Linked DNA regions of Mus musculus: region 1 is linked to region 2. Evidence: chromatin contacts called from public Hi-C data. All regions are on one chromosome and are shown on one strand. The core of a region is the stretch at or near the end of the contact, and the rest is flanking DNA. Distances in the headings are between cores, read along the strand shown. Region 1 overlaps Rin3 (Ras and Rab interactor 3). Region 2 overlaps Slc24a4 (solute carrier family 24 (sodium/potassium/calcium exchanger), member 4).

Region 1 (5,872 bases), core at 1,879-4,378, 180 kb before region 2:
TTTGTGAAAGACCTTCTCTGAACCCCACAGGGGCAGCTGCACTGATCTCATACCGTTCTTGTTTAAATAAAAGGCTCCTGTTTTTGGAAGCTGTTCCTTCCTATTGAGCAAGTGTAAACAGGAGGCTTCATGAGTCTGAAAAGGAACACGGGAGAAACTGCCATGATGTAGATAGAACTTCATCTGGGAGTTATTTATAGGTTCAGATGCCAAAACAGAAGGGGGCACTGGAAAGATTTGCAAACTGTCACATATCAGGGAAGACTAAATCAAGAGTAAGACATGGAAGGTCTTCTGGGAGAAGGCAGGTGGGAGTGTGGGGATGCTAAGAGAGCTGTGGACATGGGGACACCATCCCTCTCCCTGCTATACTGAACCAGTCAAGGGAGGCTTGTGGCTGCCCACAACATGAAAAGAAGGGAGAGTGAGGAGGCAGGCAGCCCGGGCACCACCCTGATAGGAGGTCAGCTCCAAGTGTTACAGAGGGCTCACCGCGGATAGTTAGGGAACACTGCTTCAACTTCAGGATTTTACAAGTACGTGCCAAGGCTGCATCTTAGCATGCTGAGACATCACAGAGGATACATCACCGCGTATACATGCTATTTTTCTTTCCCACGCTAAGTATGAAAGACCTGGGAGTGTGCTTTGCACTTGTGCTTCATCTCAGTGCAACTCAGGCACATTTCAAAGGCTTGAGAGCCACCACACTGGATAAGGTCACTGTTCTCACCTGGGAGTGTGGGGGCCTTAGGAGATGGAGCTGCTGGCACCTACTGGTCAGAGGTCAGGAATGCTGGCTTCAGGGCCTGCCTGGGCAGTCTCACAAAGCAAGGGAGGACCTGCTAGGGTCCCTGAAGCACTTAGCAGGAGTCTAGGGGGTGCTTTGGATAGCAGCCTGCTGATGGAATATTGTGGGTTCCCAATATCAAGGCTTGGAACTGAGCTCGCCCCAGAGGGTCTGGATTCCTATGTCCTAAACTAGCAATGCAGAAACAGAAAGATGCAGCATGAATTATGAATTAAGATGGGGCCAGTCTTAGGCAAGTGGGTACATTGCCTTCTGTGAGACTACAGAGCCAGCTTCATAAATGTCAACTTTCCTCTTAGCTGTCTTTGTCATCCTAGGGAGACTGAGCCTTGGCTCAGTCAGGAGTCTGCATCTTTGAAGAACAAGGCTACTGGGGTTACGTGTGTGTGTGTGTGTGGGGGGGGGGGGCTCACCTTGTCCAGTTATGGGTCAGTTTACATACATCTTTTTCATGTCTACTTGGGCATAGGTTTTGAGTCAGGGATATCAATGCTGGAGCAGAGCCCTGTCCTCCCATAATGCGGCCCATAGCTCCTAACACACCCCTGTTATTTGCTAAGTACTTACTGCATACCAGGTAGCATGGTTAGCCATATCCCCTGCTATGTTCTTTTAAACAGTTCCTTTCCTTTCTGCAGGCTAGTTCTCTTTAATATCTCTGGGACATTTTCCTTCTCCTTAGGCCCACCACGCTGTCCCTAACATTCGCTTTAGACCGCTCACTGGTCGTTTTTCAACCTCAGGGCCTCTCTTGCATTCCAGCCTTTACCTCTCCATCCCCACTCGTAAAGACATGCAACTTCTTTTAAAAGATACATCAGATGATGTCCCTGCCCACATGTCCCTCATTAGGCTCTGGAGGGTCTTTGGACAAAGGCTGAGTCTCACTCAAGGCCTGTGCGCAAGCTCTGGGTTCTCTGCCTACCCCTTCCTTCCACATTTGCCTGCGCGGAGCTTCCCCTGCACACACTCCGTACCCTGGCACTCTGCATGAGCTGTCCTGCCACTTCATATGCACTTCCTCTCTCACCAAATAGGACATTTCTCTCTGTCCTTCAGGACACCCCCACCTTCCACACCTACCCATTCATCACCAGTGGTGGTGGGGCAGTTCTTCTGTGGGCAAATCCTAAGATTGTCTAGATTAGTCATCTACGCATACCTTGAGCCAACCTAGTGTACTTAAACTGAATAAACAAATAAACCAAGGTATGTAACTCTAAACATGGCAAGTGAGTTCCTCTTCTTGGAGAGAAGTTTTCTGAGAGCAGAAGCATCTATTCCTCTTCTTCCTTCTGAGACAGGGTCCCCTCCTGTAGCCCAAGTTGTCCTCAAACTCATGGTCCTCCTCTCTTGGATTCCTCCTCCAGTCCCTACAAATGCTGGGATAACAGGTGCACATTTATTTTTGCTTTATAAATTATTTTTTTTAATATCCAGGTGGTGGTGGCGCACACCTTTAGTCCCAGCACTCAGGAGGCAGAGGCAGGTGGATCTCTGGGAGTTTTAGACCAGCCTGGTCTACAGAGTGAGTTTCAGGACAGCCAGAGCCACATAGTGAAACCCTTTCTTGAGCCCCTCTCCCTCAAAAACTGTATCTATTTATATGCAGGGGAGGGGGGCAAGGGACAGTGCATGTGACAACTCTGTGCACTAGGAATTCAGAGGACAGCTTATGGAAGTTGAATTTCTCTTCTACCATGTGAGTGGGTCCCAGGCATGAACTCGGTTGTCAGATTTGGTAGTGAATGTTTTTGCCTGCTGAGCCATCTCACTGGCCCAAGAATAGGCCCATGGAGTAGTAGGAGCAGGCGCTGAGAGCTGAGAGTTGGACTGCTGTGGTTTAAATTGTGGCTTTGCCTCTCACGAATGTGTGATTCTGACTAGCCTTGGTCTCTGAAAAAACAGGGGTTATGATTTTTGTTATCTACGTCTGTGTAACAGAAGACAGAACTGAGTGGCTTGGAAATAGCAACTGTAGCTCATGATTTATGGGTCAAAAGCAGGCAGGGCTCAGCTGGGAGATTCTTCTGTTCCTAGGGGAAATGGCTTTTTCACTTGGGTCCTGGTCTTGTCTGCAGGATCCAGGATGTTTCCCCTCAAATCAGGGAGAGTTAAAAGCGACATCCAGCCAGGCCCTTCTCCCTCCCATTACCCCCAGACCCTTCTCCCCAGGATGGAGGCAACTCGGCTCTCAGAGATTAAAAAGAAGCTGCCAATTCTCTGAAAACCTAGGAGGAACTGGCTAGAGCCATTTCTGCTTATTCTGTTGACCACAGATGTCACAGGCTCAAGTAGATTCAAGGGAAGGGGGCAGTAAGACTCCACCCCAGGAAGGAAGAAGTGTCAAAAAAATATACCTTAACCTGCCACACTGTGGTGCCATATCCTAAAGCTGATATGCAGATTAAACTAGCAGAGCAATTGGAATCCTAGCACTTGGGAGGCTGAGGCAGGAGGATGGTATGTCTGAGGTCAGGCTGAGCATGTGGAGAGATCCTGGGTCGAAATTAGAAAAGAAACATTTCCTACCAAATGCTTGATAACTGACTGCTATCTTATGGCATTCCTTCATTTCTCCCATCACACTTAGCCAAGACTCAGCACCCAGCCACGTCTCACTACGTACTTCTGGTGCCACAATTCAGAGGAGGAAGGGGCATGTGGATGATTTAGGCTAGCCTAGAAGTTGGAGATTCTTACAGCAATCCATTGAGTCACATTCTGCAAACCTGAGATCCTGCTGGAGTCCCAAGACTCTGGTAGGAAACTAAAGTCCTCAGAGGCCCAGGGGATCCAACACAAACCCAACACACCCTTTTCTAAGGCTCTCCCCCAAATTCTGCTATAGGGAGGTCCCATAGGTTATAAGCATGAACTTCTGCCCATGTTTATCTGTATAGTATGTGACCACTGAACTTCAAAGCTAAGTCTGTCTCTTGGCTTTTTCTTTCATGGCCCCTGCCATGAATACTTCTCAAAGAAAAGCAAGTGGGATCTCCGTGGCATACTTCCAGAGAATGACATGACAGGCTGTGGTCCTCAGGATGCTGAAGCCAAGGAGAAGCACCTCAGATGTCTGTGTGGAAATTCCCTCAAGACTCCAAATGCAAGCCATGAATAGCTGAGTCACATCATCTATCTGATTTCTCCAAGAATTTAAGATCCTATCACAGTGTGCTCAGATTCCAACTCAAACTACCATGTATGCCCCACCCCATGCTTTAGTTTGCAAGATGCTCACATACATGTGAAGGCCCAAGGTTCTCTGGGGTGGTTATTCACCTCCTGGTTTTTCAGATGGGAAGTGGGAGCAGCAGGGGGATGGCCATAATCAGCTCTCTAGGGAAAACTAAAACCATCCTGGGTATAGCACCTTCTGGTTTTATGATATACTTAATTTCTAGCTGGGGAGAGGCACATACAACTCTCTCCAGAGGTTCTGACTGATTCTAGCATGACCAGGGCCTTAGCCCAGAGGAAAGACTGCCTGTGCTCATCCGGCAGAGGCAGAGGCAGAGGCAGAGGCAGAGGCAGAGGCAGAGGCAGAGGCAGAGGCAGAGGCAGAGGCAGAGGCAGAGGCAGAGGCAGAGGCAGAGGCAGAGGCAGAGGCAGAGGCAGAGGCAGAGGCAGAGGCAGAGGCAGAGGCAGAGGCAGAGGCAGAGGCAGAGGCAGAGGCAGAGGCAGAGGCAGAGGCAGAGGCAGAGGCAGAGGCAGAGGCACTCCTGGAACTCTATCTCCATTGCCTTCCTCACTGAGGCCACGTAGCCCTGACCTGCTTCCTTTCTGCCTGATTCTGGTTCTGTGTCTGGAACACAAAGAGGAAACAATGACTCGACTGTGCAGGTATTAATGACTGGACTATTGACTTCTCTTTTTCCCTCTCTGCCATCTTCCTTGGCCCCTAGGAGAGTCTGTTAAGGAGGGATACAGAGATATGACTGGAATCAAATGGATTCAGGTGAAAGAGGCACGCTCTCTCTGACTTGCGTGAATCCCAGGTAACAATCTCAGGCACCATTACTTCAGCTGCAAAGAGGAGATCCTAACAACTACTTCAGAGGTGTGAAAGGCAGAAGACTGGAGGTCCAAAAGCCATGTAGTAAGCCCACAATAACTGCAGCCAAAGGTTTAAAAACTCAGGGTGCAGTGATGGGGGTTTAGTTTCATCTGCTACCTAGTGAAGTACCTACCTTTGTAGGTACCTAGTGTCATCTAAGACAGGGAACTACCTAAAAGCAGCATTCCAGACGGGGAAATTCCTTTAGGGTAAATCCCCTAAATGTTGACAACGTGAAAACCAAGACGGAAGCAATAAATGTAATAAAGGCTGTGTCAGCCGTGCCACAAAGAGCAAGGAAAAACAGTCATGGATCCTGACAAATTAGGGGGGAGACAGGCATGAAGAGCCATGGAAATCCATTTTTTTTTTTTTTTTTGGTGGGATGTCCCAGAATTTCTGTCTGGGCACAGCAGCCTATGTTTTCTAGGTTGTGTTGAGGATTTCTGGTCTAGGTATGTAGGACATGTTCAGTTGGGAACAGGTATGGGGCCTTACCCTTCCAGGGCACTTTGAACTATCCCTTGCCAGGGAAAGTCAGGAGTCCCCTCTCCCAGGAGGCCTAGTGGCACTGAGTACCTTACACAAGTTCCTGAGGAAGCTGATGAGGACCCACTTCACTGACACCCACACAGGGCTTTGTCCAAGCTCACAATGGCACCACTGCTATTCTTTCTTCTTAGGCCTGGGATCTCCCAGAGCAAAAGCACGCCTGGGAAGTGAGCTAGAGGTATACAGAGTGGCAGTCAACTTCCCCAAACTCCCCTAGAGCTAAGATTTCTGAGAATCTCTCCCTAGACATCCTCAATATCAGGCGCTCTGCTCCGCAGGAGCTGAGCCTCCACACAGGGTTGTACTGTGAACTATGATACACAACTATGTTGTCTAGTTTTGTCTAGTCTTGCTCTCATCCACTCAAGTACCCATCCTAGTGACTTTAAGAGGCAGACTCTGATCTAGCTTCATCCCCAATCCTGCTCTGGCGCCTTAACTATATATAA
Region 2 (6,192 bases), core at 2,130-4,629:
CACCACTAGAGGGATCCCAGGTTGGTGCAGATGCTTGGGAAAAGCAGTTGGTCTCTCTATCTCTATGTCTTACTTGACAGAAATGTAAGAAGGTGTGTCAGGTGACAGGGGCACCTGGTGTACACAGGAAACAACAGCCCACACATCTGCAGTGCACAGGGACAGGCTGGGCAGTGTTTCACTCACTAGACAGGCTCTCTGAGAATGACTCCATTCACTAGGAAAGGGAATTTTAAAGTAAGATCAAACAAGCTGAACTCAGTTTAGGAAAAATACAAGGCAGGGGCTGGTTATATCTGGGAAAGGCCATGTTTTTGGGGAAGATAGATTGTATGCTGAGCAGCAGACAGCTTTTGGGGTCCTGGAAAAGCTGCCTCTGGAACCGGTGGAACCAGCCACGGGCTCACTCCATATGATATGTTATGCCTACAATTCTGCTCTACACACATTTACATACTTGTCAGTGTGTGGTAATGTTTAATGGCATTTGGGAGAGCTTTGGCTGTCTCCTGAATGAGATAGGGTGAGAAGGAAGGCAGAAAGCATAGGAAGAGGGCCTTGCACCAGGCTAGACCACCAGCCAGGCTGGGCCAGCTAACAACACAGTCCCAGAAAAAGGCTTGACCTGAGGAGGGCCCCTCAAGAGGACAGGTTGAGACAGGGTGAAACAACTTTCCCTGGTGTGTTATGATTTTGAAATTCGATTCATATACTTTAATTTTTGGAAATCATGTTAACAGGAACATGACACAAATTCATTCCCAACCATGTTCAAGTGTGTGGTTTAACAGCTTTGACTCCACGCACAGTTATGCAGTGCCCACTACCAGTCTTTAGGATTGTGAGTCTCCATAACAGAAACGAGACCCATTCATCGGTAACTCCCCCTGCTCTCCCTCAGCCTTTGCAAGCCCCATTCCACTTTTCATCTTTATGAATCTGACTACTCCAGGTGCCTCAGAGACCCGGAAACATGTAGGCTTGGGACAGGATCATTGTTCTTAGTGTGGTGTCCTCAGAACCATCTGTGCTGTCGCCTGTGTCAGAATTCCCTTTCTGTTAAACTCTGAATGATAGCCCACTGTTTGTACAAACCATGTTTGCTAATCCATTCAACTGTTAATAGGCATTCTCATTGTTTACCCTCTGACTGTTATGAAAATGGCTGCTTTGAGCACAGATGTACAAATATCTCTTCGAATGCTGGCTGTGGTGCTGCATGACTTTATTTCTAGCACTCGGAAGATGGAGACAGGAAGGTCATATGTTCAAGGCCAACCTGAGCTACCTATCAAGACCCTGTGTAAAAACCATGACTCAAAATAAAAAACTAAAATAAACCAGAGACTAGGGAGATGGCTCAGACAGCAGAGTACTTGCCTCAAAATCATGAGGCTGTGAGGTCAGATCCCTATAGCCCATGTAAAAAAGCACAATGGCGTGCACCTCTAATCCCTGTGGTGGTGAGATAGGAGAGGCGGGCAGGCAGGTCCCTGTAAACTCACTGGCTGCCAGCCTAGACTACTTAGTAAAGTTCCAGGTCAGCGAGAGACCCTGTCTCAGACTAAAAGACAAGAAAGGGGCCTGAGAGATGACACGCCAAGCTTTCCTCTGACCTCCATACTCCCACACAAAGAGGATTGCATAGAATCACAAAAAGGTGGGTACCCATGTACATGATCAATATCAACTCCCCTCTCTCTGTTTAAAAAACAAAAAAACAAAAAACACCAAAAACAACAAACCTTATGTGGTGGTTTGTATATGCTCAGCCCAGGGAGTGACACTATTAGAAGGTGTGGCACTGATGGAGTAGGTGTGTCACTGTGGGTGTGGGCTTTAAGACCCTCATTCTAGTTGCCTGGAAGCCAGCATTCTGCTAGCAGCCTTCAGATGAAGATGTAGAACACTCAGCTCCTCCTGCACCATGCCTGCCTGGATGCTGCCATGCTCCTTCCTTGATGATAATGGACTGAACCTCTGAACCTGTAAGCCAGCCTCAATTAAATGTCCTTTATAAGATTTGCCTTGGTCATGGTGTCTGTTCACAGCAGTAAAACCCTTAATAAGACCCCTTACCTCTGCTTCAGCCTGACTCCTTCTTTGGAAGTTCATCTTTCTTAATAAATTCTCTTACTTTGCTTGCTACTGACAAACAAACACAAAAACATCCCACCCTGAATGATGGAGCTGATACTACAGTGGAGATGGGAAGGAAACATGAGACTCAGCCCCAGGACCAGCCATTGCCTGTCTCCGTTGGCCTAGCAACCTGCCGTACTGTAGTGATCAGCTCTCTTCAGGTGTTGACCTCCCAGAAAGGCTCTGGTAGAGTATGAGACCCTCAAGGACATCATGAGTGTGGAGAGTGCCCACTATATCTACTATAGGCTGGGGAGGAGCAAGAGGAGAGAGCCTGGACCCATAAGAACTAGACATGCCTGTGGCTTTCTCAACTTTGTCCTCTATCCACAGGGATAGGCCACTGCTGTGTCAAGTAGGCATGGTCCATGCTGCCAGGACTCCCGAGCATGGAGGATGCTCTAGGCACCGCACCCTTGCATTTCCATGTACTGACTGCTCACGGAAACTCCTTCTGAGCTTCACTCTCTATTTTGTCCTCCCCCAGGATGGTTCTGGCTTATTGTATTTGAGCACCATGCATCCAAAAATCCCAAATCTAAAGTGCTCCAAAGTCTGAAACATTTTTAACAACATGATGGAATTCCATACCCAATCTCATGTGATAGACCAAAGTGAAAATACACTGAATACAATACAATACAATACAATACAATACAATACAATACATTACAGTACAGTACAGAACAGTACAATACAAAACAAATACACTAAAATATTAAGTAAAATTACCCCCAGGCTACGAGTGTAAAGTATATAAAATATAAATAGATTTCTTGCTTAGACTTGGGTCCCATACCCAAGACATCTCATTATGCATATGCAGATATCCCAAACTGAAAAGCATCCAAAACTCTCCTGGTCCCAGAGATGCTCAGTCTGTGCTGAAACAACAGGCCAGTATCTGCGTGCATGGCAAATGTCCCCCACTCCTTCATCTTCAAGTGCAAATGCTAGGGTCTGAAGGCTGAGCTGCAGGCAAAGGGCCTCTGGGTAAGTCACCTAGTGTGCCATCCAGCTTCTTCTGTGAGAGCTGAACCCTCAGAGGCTGCTGCTGTCAGCACCTGTGTGCAGCCTCAGTTCCTGTTGCTGTGAATGACTGACACTGGGACCCTCAGAGGCTGCTGCTGTCAGCACATGTGTGCAGCCTCAGTTCCTGTTGCTGTGAATGACTGACACTGGGACCCTCAGAGGCTGCTGCTGTCAGCACATGTGTACAGCCTCATTTCCTGTTGCTGTGAATGACTGACACTGGGACCCTCAGAGGCTGCTGCTGTCAGCACATGTGTACAGCCTCAGTTCCTGTTGCTGTGAATGACTGACATTGGAACACTCTCCCCTCTTCCCATCTTTGCAGCTCATTCTTTGACTCTCTCTCTCTCTCCCTCAGTTGACTCTAGCTCCCTTCACCTGCTAGTCCCCAGCCACCCCCCTTCAGGCCTGCACAGAGTGGCTGTCCCCTCAACACCCCCCCCCCTTTTCATTCCCTCTTTGGTACAAATGCCACTTTCTCAGTGAGGCCTTCTCCGAGGAGCCTAGTGAGATGCCTACACAGTGGGTCTGCTCAGTCTACTCTCTTCTCCCATGAGGAAGTGTTCAGGGCTTGCTAGTCAACATGTAAAATCTCAGGGGAAACACACACACACACACACACACACACACACACACACACACACACTCACATACATACATATGGTGTGTCTCCAGTCAAGAGCTGCACCTCATCAGAGTCCCCAGATCCCACAGGCACAGGCTCACTCCCTTGTCGTGAGCTGGGAAGTCTACTTTCACACATTCTGTCCCTAGCTCGGGCAATATCTGTTTCCTTCCCTCAAGACTGTAAGCATCCTGGGGAGGCATTTGCCTGTTCTGAACACCACTGTGTCTCTAGATAGAATGTGTGTCTCTGATAACAAATGAACGAGTCAAAAGTAATCCAAGGTCAGGAATGTGGAAGCTAGCACAGGGTCTGTACACACCTCTCCAGGGGGCAGGCTGGCACCCTGAGGCTCCAGCCCCAGCCCCAGCCCCAGCCCCAGCGTTGAGTTTCCCATAGGTAAACCCCTATGACCAAGCTCATGAGAGGGCACAAAACTCAGGCAGTTTTCTTATTGGGTAGCTGTGGGGTAGCTCTAGGCCCAGCAGGTACAGGTAGGACAGTTAGCTGCTGTAGAGACCTGAACCCTCTCCTGGCTGCAATAGGCTGGTCACTGGGGAGTCTGTCTGTCAGTCTGACGAGTCTAACACCCTAACACCACCAAGCCCAAGCAAGGAGAGACTGACCAGATATCTCTGCAAAGAAAAGGGTCCGAACAACAAACAGCTGGTAGAGTGGGAGCCCACATGACTCAGCTAGGAAAAGATGTGAGCATCAGGGCCCAAAGCTCCACCATGACTGATTCACCTCCCACTAACAACACCATGGGTGCTGGACAACCAGGCTCTCTCTTCCAAGGAGGTAGGATGAGGTTGCCAACCAATGGGAACTTAATTCGGGATCACGTGACACCATCCGTTAAAACAACACATCCTGGTCCCCTCTGGGCCAGAGATTGCTGTTTCTGGGCGGCTCGCTGCTCACTGGTTCTGCCCTTGTCTGGGCAGCAGCACCAGTGTAAATGTAGGCGGATCATTGGGGAAGCAGAAATGACCACAGCCCACAGCACAGCAGAATCTAGGTGGGAATCGGGGAAGGGACGGGCGACTAAGCTTTATTTATGATCAGGGCTGGCCTTAGGTTGGAGGAAGAAGGTGCTGAACAACTCCAGGGCGCCAGGCTTCTCACCAAGCAGGAAACTCCTGGGTTATGACACACCTCATACTCACACACAGGTTGAACCTGCCTTCTCCAGTGTGCTAGGGGACAGCAGGGGTCTTGATTTTCGATGTTTCTGGATGTAGACTTGATCAGGTGAGCATTCCCAGACAGGCAAGTGTGAAACCCAAAGTATTCCAAGACCCAGTTTTTTCTTTATTATTTAAAACAATTTTAAATGTAAGTATATTTTGATATTTTCCTCTCCCCCAAGGCTTTCCAGATCCTCTCCCCCTCTCTATCTACCCAACTTTAAGTTCGTTCTCAAAAAAACAAAAACCTAATGCAACAGTAGCCCCCCTCCCACCAAGAAAACAAAATAGAACACCCCCCAACACACATTTCATTTATGGGGTCCACTCTCACTATCTACTTTTCAGACTCTCCACTTCCAAACACCACCACACTGAGGGTGGGGACACAGACATTTGGTTCTTTCTGTGTTAGCCAACATGACTGGCCAAACTCCACACACCTACTTCTTTCTCATGAGCATCAGCTACTCTGCTAATTTGAAGAATCAGGTGGTTTCGCTGGTAACTTAGGACAGCCATTAGCAGAGTGGGGACTAGAAATGGACACACTTAGATGCCTTCAATGTCACTTGAGATGGATGGATGGATGGATGGATGGATGGATGGATGGATGGATGGATAAGGGAAATTTGAGATCATCTTCACTTAGGATGGACACCTGCATCCTGGGTCCTTAGCAAGGGAACCCAAACCCTGATCTCCAAACGGTCCTGAGTCCAGCCATGGTTCAGTGAACTGACTGTGGGTGAGCCACATGCTCGTTCATGTGTGTGTTTGCTGCTCAGGATTGAGGTGTATGACCAACTGCCCTTGAGTCTCTCTCTTGCAGGTTTTAATCAGAGTACCTGAAAGTAAGGGTGTAATGCTGAGATTCCATCTGACTTACTGAAGACCAGACATCTGTGTGAGGCATCTCTCTCTCTCTCCTCTGTACACACACACACACACACACACACACACACACACACACACACACCCCTGTGGAGTCCAGAGATCAGATTCTAGTGTTTTCTGAGATAGGTCTCTTACTAGCTCAGGACTCACCAGTTAGGCTAGGTGGGCCAGCTAACTCCATCTCCCCTGTGCTGGGATTCCAGCTGTGCACCACTATATCCAGCTGTTTTTACATGGGTTCTAGAGGTGGAGCTTAAGTTCTCCTGTTTTCTCAGCAAGTGATTTACTCACTGAGTCATCTCCCCA

What was found. A called contact is a pair of places that touch in the nucleus more often than the background predicts.
Region 1: a contact with region 2 is called in a Hi-C map of bone marrow-derived macrophages, with 34 read pairs. The contact joins two enhancer-like sites. A contact is called at or near these places in 2 of 15 datasets of contacts at CTCF or cohesin (large pre-B cells and pro-B cells), 18 of 484 Hi-C or Micro-C datasets (B cells, the C2C12 cell line, the HL-1 cell line and 10 more), 2 of 115 datasets of contacts at active chromatin or transcription factors (bone marrow-derived dendritic cells and embryonic stem cells) and 1 of 9 other capture datasets (embryonic stem cells).

The regions. Positions count from the first base shown.
Region 1 is chr12:102,336,582-102,342,453 of GRCm38.p6, reverse strand. All of the region lies in intron 3 of Rin3 (Ras and Rab interactor 3), which reads right to left. Among named protein-coding and RNA genes, the nearest start is that of Rin3, 56 kb to the right of the region's middle. Within about 2 kb of position 3,128, at least 29 of the 459 cell types and tissues checked have an H3K27ac peak or open chromatin away from gene starts, as enhancers often do. A contact at or near this core is called in bone marrow-derived macrophages, where this site is marked.
Region 2 is chr12:102,155,953-102,162,144 of GRCm38.p6, reverse strand. All of the region lies in intron 2 of Slc24a4 (solute carrier family 24 (sodium/potassium/calcium exchanger), member 4), which reads right to left. Among named protein-coding and RNA genes, the nearest start is that of Slc24a4, 30 kb to the right of the region's middle. Within about 2 kb of position 3,379, at least 6 of the 459 cell types and tissues checked have an H3K27ac peak or open chromatin away from gene starts, as enhancers often do. A contact at or near this core is called in bone marrow-derived macrophages, where this site is marked.